Linked DNA regions of Ovis aries: region 2 is linked to region 1. Evidence: chromatin contacts called from public Hi-C data. All regions are on one chromosome and are shown on one strand. Each heading gives the region's core, a stretch centred on a gene start, on an enhancer-like site or on the middle of the called end of the contact. The rest is flanking DNA. Distances are from core to core; before and after follow the strand shown.

What was found. A called contact is a pair of places that touch in the nucleus more often than the background predicts.
Region 2: a Hi-C map of liver shows a contact between it and region 1, with 2.8 times the contacts expected there. The contact joins the promoter of CENPO here to the promoter of NCOA1 in region 1. A contact is called at or near these places in 3 of 16 Hi-C or Micro-C datasets (hypothalamus, liver and muscle).

What each region holds. Positions count from the first base shown.
Region 1 is chr3:32,062,081-32,065,322 of ARS-UI_Ramb_v3.0, forward strand. NCOA1 (nuclear receptor coactivator 1) reads left to right here and starts at 1,664. Exons shown (of 22, transcript XM_060411940.1): 1 at 1,664-1,834.
Region 2 is chr3:32,297,536-32,300,777 of ARS-UI_Ramb_v3.0, forward strand. CENPO (centromere protein O) reads left to right here and starts at 1,652. Exons shown (of 8, transcript XM_012165894.5): 1 at 1,652-1,692; 2 at 2,365-2,474. The coding sequence starts at 2,429. PTRHD1 (peptidyl-tRNA hydrolase domain containing 1) reads right to left here and starts at 1,918. Exons shown (of 2, transcript XM_015094251.3): 1 at 1,654-1,918. The coding sequence starts at 1,905.

The DNA of each region.
Region 1 (3,242 bases), core at 414-2,913:
CACTGCCTTTCCTGAGGATGTTTAAAAGCTAAGATGCGGCAGAGTGGGTGGGATGGGGGGCAGGGGCTGGGAAAAGGAGATGCAGGTGTTTTTAACAATTAAAGCAGTGGAAACAAAACCAAGTCAATCTAAGTGAGAGGAGAGGTGGGGGAAAAAATTCAAACCTTAAAGATACCAACATTATATGGGTCTGTGGAAAAGCAGCAGCAAAGAAGAGTGCTAGTGAAGGACTAGCACTGTTTCTGAACTGCCTGTTCAGAAAACAGGCAAAGAGAGAGGAGAATAGTGTAGAGGATAGGGAGGGGAGGAGAATAGAGTTCCCAAACGGAGGACTTTGCAGTATCAAGCAAGGCCCTATAATGGGGGTGGTGGTGGGGAGGGGCACTGAATCTGGATCTGGCAATGTGCAGTAAGAGTAGCCCCGCCAGGAGACAGGATTACCTACACAAGCGGTGCCTTTGTAGACTTCACACAGTTTGGATTGGACCAGACTGGGAGGTATGTCCTACACAAGCAGATTAACCTGGCGAATAAGAGATACATAGCTCTGGGTATTTTCAGCGATTATTGCGGACTCTGCAGGTGGCGAGATGTTCTGCAAAACCAGGTGAGAGCAAGAACTAATGAAATGCACCTAGAGCTCCAGGAATAAGAATGAAATGAGCCTAAGATGAATGTGGGGTGTGGGCTAAAGGTTCCTTTACGAGCAGGATCCGATCGAGGGCACGGCAGCGAATGATCGCAGGATGGAGTACCTGCCTCTGGAAGGAATGGCTCACTGACTCAGAGAGGTGTCGAGGAGGTTGGTGTTTTCAATGCAAAGTCAGATTTCAGTTAGGAGAAGGGGTGTAAAAGGATTTCTAGAGGTTGCTTTTACTGAGAGAGAAACAGCAGAAAACGCTGGGAGACAGCAACAGCAGGACTGGATTGAGGGAGGTGCCGACAGCTACCTGGAAACAGGAGTGCAGGAAAGGATAGCTGCTTTACAAAGCACCTCCGCAGCCAGCGACTCATTCATTCTAGGGACAACCCGAGGAAAGAAATAGGTATTACATCCCAGCCTCTGGAAGTGAGGGGTGCTTTCACGTGATAAGGCGATCACTGCTCATAAAGCCTGTTCAGCCCCTGTTTGATTTCTCCAGTGACAAGGAACACTCTACTTTGGGAAGTAGCACTTCTATTATAAAAATTTTAAAAAGCGAATCGAAAAGAAAAAAGGTGTAGACCCCCTTTGCGGGGAAAGCTCTGTCAATGACAGACATTTTGGGTAATTCATGGAATTGCACAGCCAGACGCTCCAGTCACATTTTTTTTTCCATCTGTAAAACGAAGGGAGCAGATGATCTTTCTTTTCCCTTATCTAATAGCCTGTGAAATCATCCAGGCAACCAACTCCCAATTTTTCAGAATATAAAACGAGGCCCTCGGAGGTGGCTCGCTCGAGGTAATACAAGAAATCCGCGGAGGGACAGGCCAGACCCGACTCCTCCCGGGTCTATCCCGCGCCCCTCGCCGCTCCGCACCTTCCCGGACGGGATTGGGCCAGCCGGAGGCTGCAGGCCGGGCGGCCTAGCTGAAAGCACCCTGGGGTTCGAGGCGGCTTCCCGGCAGCAGTCAAAGGAACGCCCCGAGGGGAGGGGGAAGAGTTAGGGCCTCCTTTCCCACACTTCGTTAGGACGCGGGCCGGGGCGGGACCGCGGCAGCTCTCCCTCGGGCCTGCGGCCGGCAGGGGGCGCGGGGCGGCTCCTCGGTCCGCCGCCCCGCGGCGCGGGAACTGGCTGCCCCGGGCGCGCCGTCGGAGCTCGCGGGCGCCGGGTCGCGGAGACTCCGCCAGGTTGAGGGTTCAGGGGCAGCGCGCCGGGCGGGGCGGCAGGCGGCGGGCGGCGGGCGGCGGGCGGCAGGGCGGGGCGGGGCGGCCGGGAGCCGGCGGGGCGGGGCGGGGCGGGGCGCGAAGGGGGCGGGGCCGCGAGCAGGGGGCGGCGGCGGCGGCGGCGGCAGCCGAGGAGGAGGAGGAGGAGGAGGAGGAGGAGGAGGAGGAGGAGGAGAACATGGCGGCCGCGGAGAGCGGCTGAAATGCCTGTTCTTCAGGCCAGGAGAGCGGGAGTCTGACGCGATTCTCGAAGCCTTCTCCTTAGACGGCCGGACCGCGGCCTCCAGCGCCTCGGCCGCCCTGTTCCCTGTTGCTCCGTCCAGCGGAGCCTGTGTCGGGTCCGTTCTGCATCCCCCCTGAGGGGGGACCCCCTGGCTCCGGAGGAGGGGGCCGGAGAGCCGCGGCGGCGGCGGCGGCGGGCTCCCGGCCCGAGCAGCGGCGGAGGCCGCGGCGGCGCCGCCACGGTCGCGGGCGAGCGCGGCGCCCGTCAGCGCGGCCCAGAGGCGGCGGCGGCAGGTGAGTGGCGGACGGCGGGCGCCGAGCCTCCCGGTGGGTGCAGCTGTCACGAGCCGCGCGGCCGCTGAGGCCCTAGGGGGCGGGAGCAGCTGGCGCCCCCTCCGCCCCCCGCTCTCCTTTCTCTCCGCTCTTCCCCCCTCCCACTTTCCCCGAGTTCTCCCTCGGCCTCGCGCGGCTGGAGGGGGCGGAGGTCGCAGCTGTCACGGGCACCAGCTGGGGGCTGCGTCGCGGAGGGAAACTGCTGCAGCAGCGACTTTGGCTTGCCCGTGTTTCCCAGTTGCCCTAGTTAGCGCGGTCCGGGCGAGCATCCGCGGAGGGTGCGCGAGGCTCGCGGCTGCCGGCCCGGCGTGGGGAGCGGCGCCCCGAGCCCGCGGGCGCTCCCCGCCGCCGAGAGGGGGAGCCGGAAGTCGGCGCGGGCGCCCCTCGGCCCGGGCGAGCGCGGTGACCTTGGCAAGCCGGGTAACCTCTCCGAGTCTTCGCTTGCCGGGACTGCGAAATGGGGATGACCGTGGCGAGCGTTCCCGTAAGCCCCAGCCTTCGACGGCGCTTCTGTTTTACCCCCCGCGCACTTGCTTTTCCCGTCTCCAGACAGAGGGATTTCGAAGGCAGAAATGGGATGGATAAGTGAGATTTTTTTCCTGTTGTGTCTAGGGTTTGGTCCCCATCGTCAGATTCCGCTGAAAGGACGTAGGAAGTGGGGAGTAGGGGGGCAAACACGTCGGCTGGATGACTGAGGGGTGGGATGGGTTAATGGTCAGCTCGACTGAACTCGAGCCTTTCCCTAGTCGCTTGGAAGAGTAATGGGAGAAACCGGACACCAGGATTCCCGCTCTTACTACCCAGCTATGTTGTTTTT
Region 2 (3,242 bases), core at 402-2,901, 240 kb after region 1:
GCACCCCTTACTCGTTGTATGATCTCTGATACGTTGTGTGGCTTAGCTGAACCTTTGTTTCCCCCCTGTAAAATGGGATGATAATGCTTCCTAGTAGTAATGAGATTCAGTGAAATTAGGCTCAGATCTGTGTCTGGAACACAGTAAGCTCTCAGTGAATGGAATTAATCATGGCATTGTCTTATATCTTATTGGTCTTTGTGGCTACAGGAGCACCTTTATTTAATCAGTGGTGATTCCTAAGTCCCTTTCTTGAGTCACAGCTAACAAGAGACTCATGACATGTCTTTTAAATTCAGAGGAGTCACTTAATCTCTGGGCTTCAGATGTCTCATCTGAGAAAAGGGGTAAATATTTTATCTGCTAAAAGCAAGAGAGAGGGAGATGTCCAAACCACATGATTTCTTGAAGTCTTCCTATAAAAGTCCTATAAAAAGAATCCAAAGGAAAGACTATCTATTTCTTTTCTTCCTTACAGATTCTCAGGACTTCTCCCTGCAGGTTACTATTTGATGTTTCAACACTCAACAGCAAGTTTTCTCTTGAAAAATAATGCTTTTGCCAGCTGGTCAAGAAGGAATTACCCCAACCCTCCAAGTCAGTTATTAAGATAAATTTTATGAGAAGAAAGCTGCTTTAAAATGAAAGCAATCATTTTTTCATTATAAAATATGTGCTTAATGTAGAAAAGTAAAAACAGAGAGAGAGAAGCATTACTAAAAAATACAAAATTCCACTGTTTAATATTTGGATGTATTTAGTTTTTCCTTTCATAATCTGGATCATTTTGTATGTAGAATATAGTTCAATGAGCATCACGTCATGAGCACTCTTCCACGCCAGCTAAATGTACTTCAAAAACACGACTTAGACTAGTTTCATAATAATCCATTATCAGGGCCAAAGTTTAGCCAACTCATCGTATTGGAAATTTAATGATTTCCACATTTTTTACTATTATAAAACGTCCCTATGAGTATCTTTGTGCAAAGCTCTTTGGGTGCATCTTGTTATTTTCTTAAGATACATTTCTAGAGGCAGAATTGACAGAAGGTAAGGGTAAGATCTGTTTGGCCACCTGTAAAAAGAACCTTACCTCTGATGCTACGTTCAAATCACACTAGGGTTCACATTTATTTTCAAATTTTGGGGTCAGACCCAGGTAAATGCTTCAGTTTGATTTCACTTGCAATAAGGAACCCTGAGTCCCTACCCTTCTGAATCGGTTTTCTGGAGAGGGATAAGGACTGTACTTTTCGGCACAGCCATTAAAAGGCCAGCACAGCACTCAGGTAGAAAGACAGGTAGAAACCCCTCCGCCCTCACAGGCATCTATTTAAGAGGGACGCAGGTGAGACCGGAGCGGCGCGGAAAGCATTTATAACCGGCCGGGTGTCCACTCTTCACACCGTCAGGCCCCGCCCCGTCTAGCTAAGGCTCGCTGGGCAGTAGCTCAAGCCCCAGAACCGTTTCCACACAAACACACACACGCCACACCCACCCCATGATGCTATGCGCCCCCCCCCCCCCCCGCCAACATACATACACACTAATGCCACACCCACTCCGTGAAGTTAGGCGCCTGGACTCAAAACTACACCCACTTCCGACCCAACGTTCTCAAGGTCCCACCCCCTCTTCCTAGTGCCTCACCTCGAGGACCACCTTGCGCATGCGCTCAAGCTCACGGAGGTAAGCGGCTGTGTGCGGATGGTCGCGGTGAAGGTGCAAGGCCGCGGTGGCTGCGTGACAGGCCTGTGCGACCACTGCGCCTGCTGGCCAGGAAAACGGAGGCTGTGATAGATCCTTTCGTAACACCAAGTACTGTACTAGGATCTGCGGTTCTCCGCCAGAGGCCGCCATCTTCCTGCTCAGCTGAAAGGCCGGGCCTATCCCGCGGTGCATGCCGGGATCAGGGAGGGGCCCTGAGCGCCGCCATGTTTTTGTACGGCGGGAGCGCAAAGCACGCTGGGACTCGGCTTGATTTTTGTAGCCGAGGATGGCGGGAATTCTTAGCCTTGGCTAGAGTGAGCAAGAGGAGAGGTAATAAAGGGAAAGCCAGACCCAGTGGCGGACGGGGCTCTGACCAGGGTGGAAGGCTGAGAGGCCTCTTAGCAGCCCCTTCCGTGTGCGAGGAAACCCAGAGAGGGGATCCAGAGGCGTGGTGCCGGGGCAGCGCGCAGGGACCGGGAGGTAGACACCGACTCGCACCTGGGGATGGGCCGGGCGGGTCAGGGAAGGGGCATCCTAGCGAATACGCTTGGGGTGTCGGGGCTCAGGGGTGCGTGTCTGCGTTGTGTGAGCTGGCCCTGTGGGTTTGTCGTGAGTGTGAATACGTTCTTGCCATTTTCTTTTGCCCGCAAGGATAACTCAGTTACTGGTGCATGGACAACTTTTCTAGGAAGGCCTTTGAAAATCTGAGGAGGAGATGGAGCTGGCAAATACGTTAAGACAAGACGGCGAGTCTCGCGGAGGTATTCAAAGGTTCACATTTAACTACTGCTCCTCAAAATAATTCTCAGGCTGAAAGCCCGTTTCTCCTCTAACCCGAAGTTTGGGAGTAGGATGATGAACAAAACTAACATGGAAGACTTAAAGGCAGCTGAGATCATTGGAGCAGGAAAAATGACTTTTATTTCTAAGCTCTTTTCCCTTTTTCGACCAGTAGGTTGCATGCAATAGTATACAAATGTTCGTATTCAGAGCTGCAGTTCTAGCCAATGAGCCTTCTTTTCTTCTCAGAACTTTTGGGGGGCCATTTCCCGCATTACTCCAGTGGAAGGGGCCTTGCCAGGCAGTGACCGATGTTGGTTAGACCTGGGTTTGAGTCTGGCAGTGTCATTATAAATATTGTGGCCTTGGCCAAGTTATTTCACTTTTCTCTGCCTTGATTGCTTCATCTGAAAAAATGGAGGAAATAATATTGTCGTGGTGGTTGTGGAACTTAGGTAAGTAATTGTTTTGCTGCTTTTCATCGAGGCATTTAGCAGATGCATAATGTATAGGAGATACAAACGCTTCAATTCTTTACATGCTTTGCAAGTAAAGGATCTAGTGTAAGTGTCTTAATATGTAGGAAATGTTCGCAGATGCTTCATTGCCAGAGTTGATTAGCATTTTAAAACTAGGACCTCAACTATATTGGTCTTTAGTCTCTTGGAAAGTGAGATTGCCAGAGTTTCTGTCTGTTGGTGAGCTTGTTTTCTTGTTTAATTTTGGTGGACAGTTCCTTTTAGTGTGTG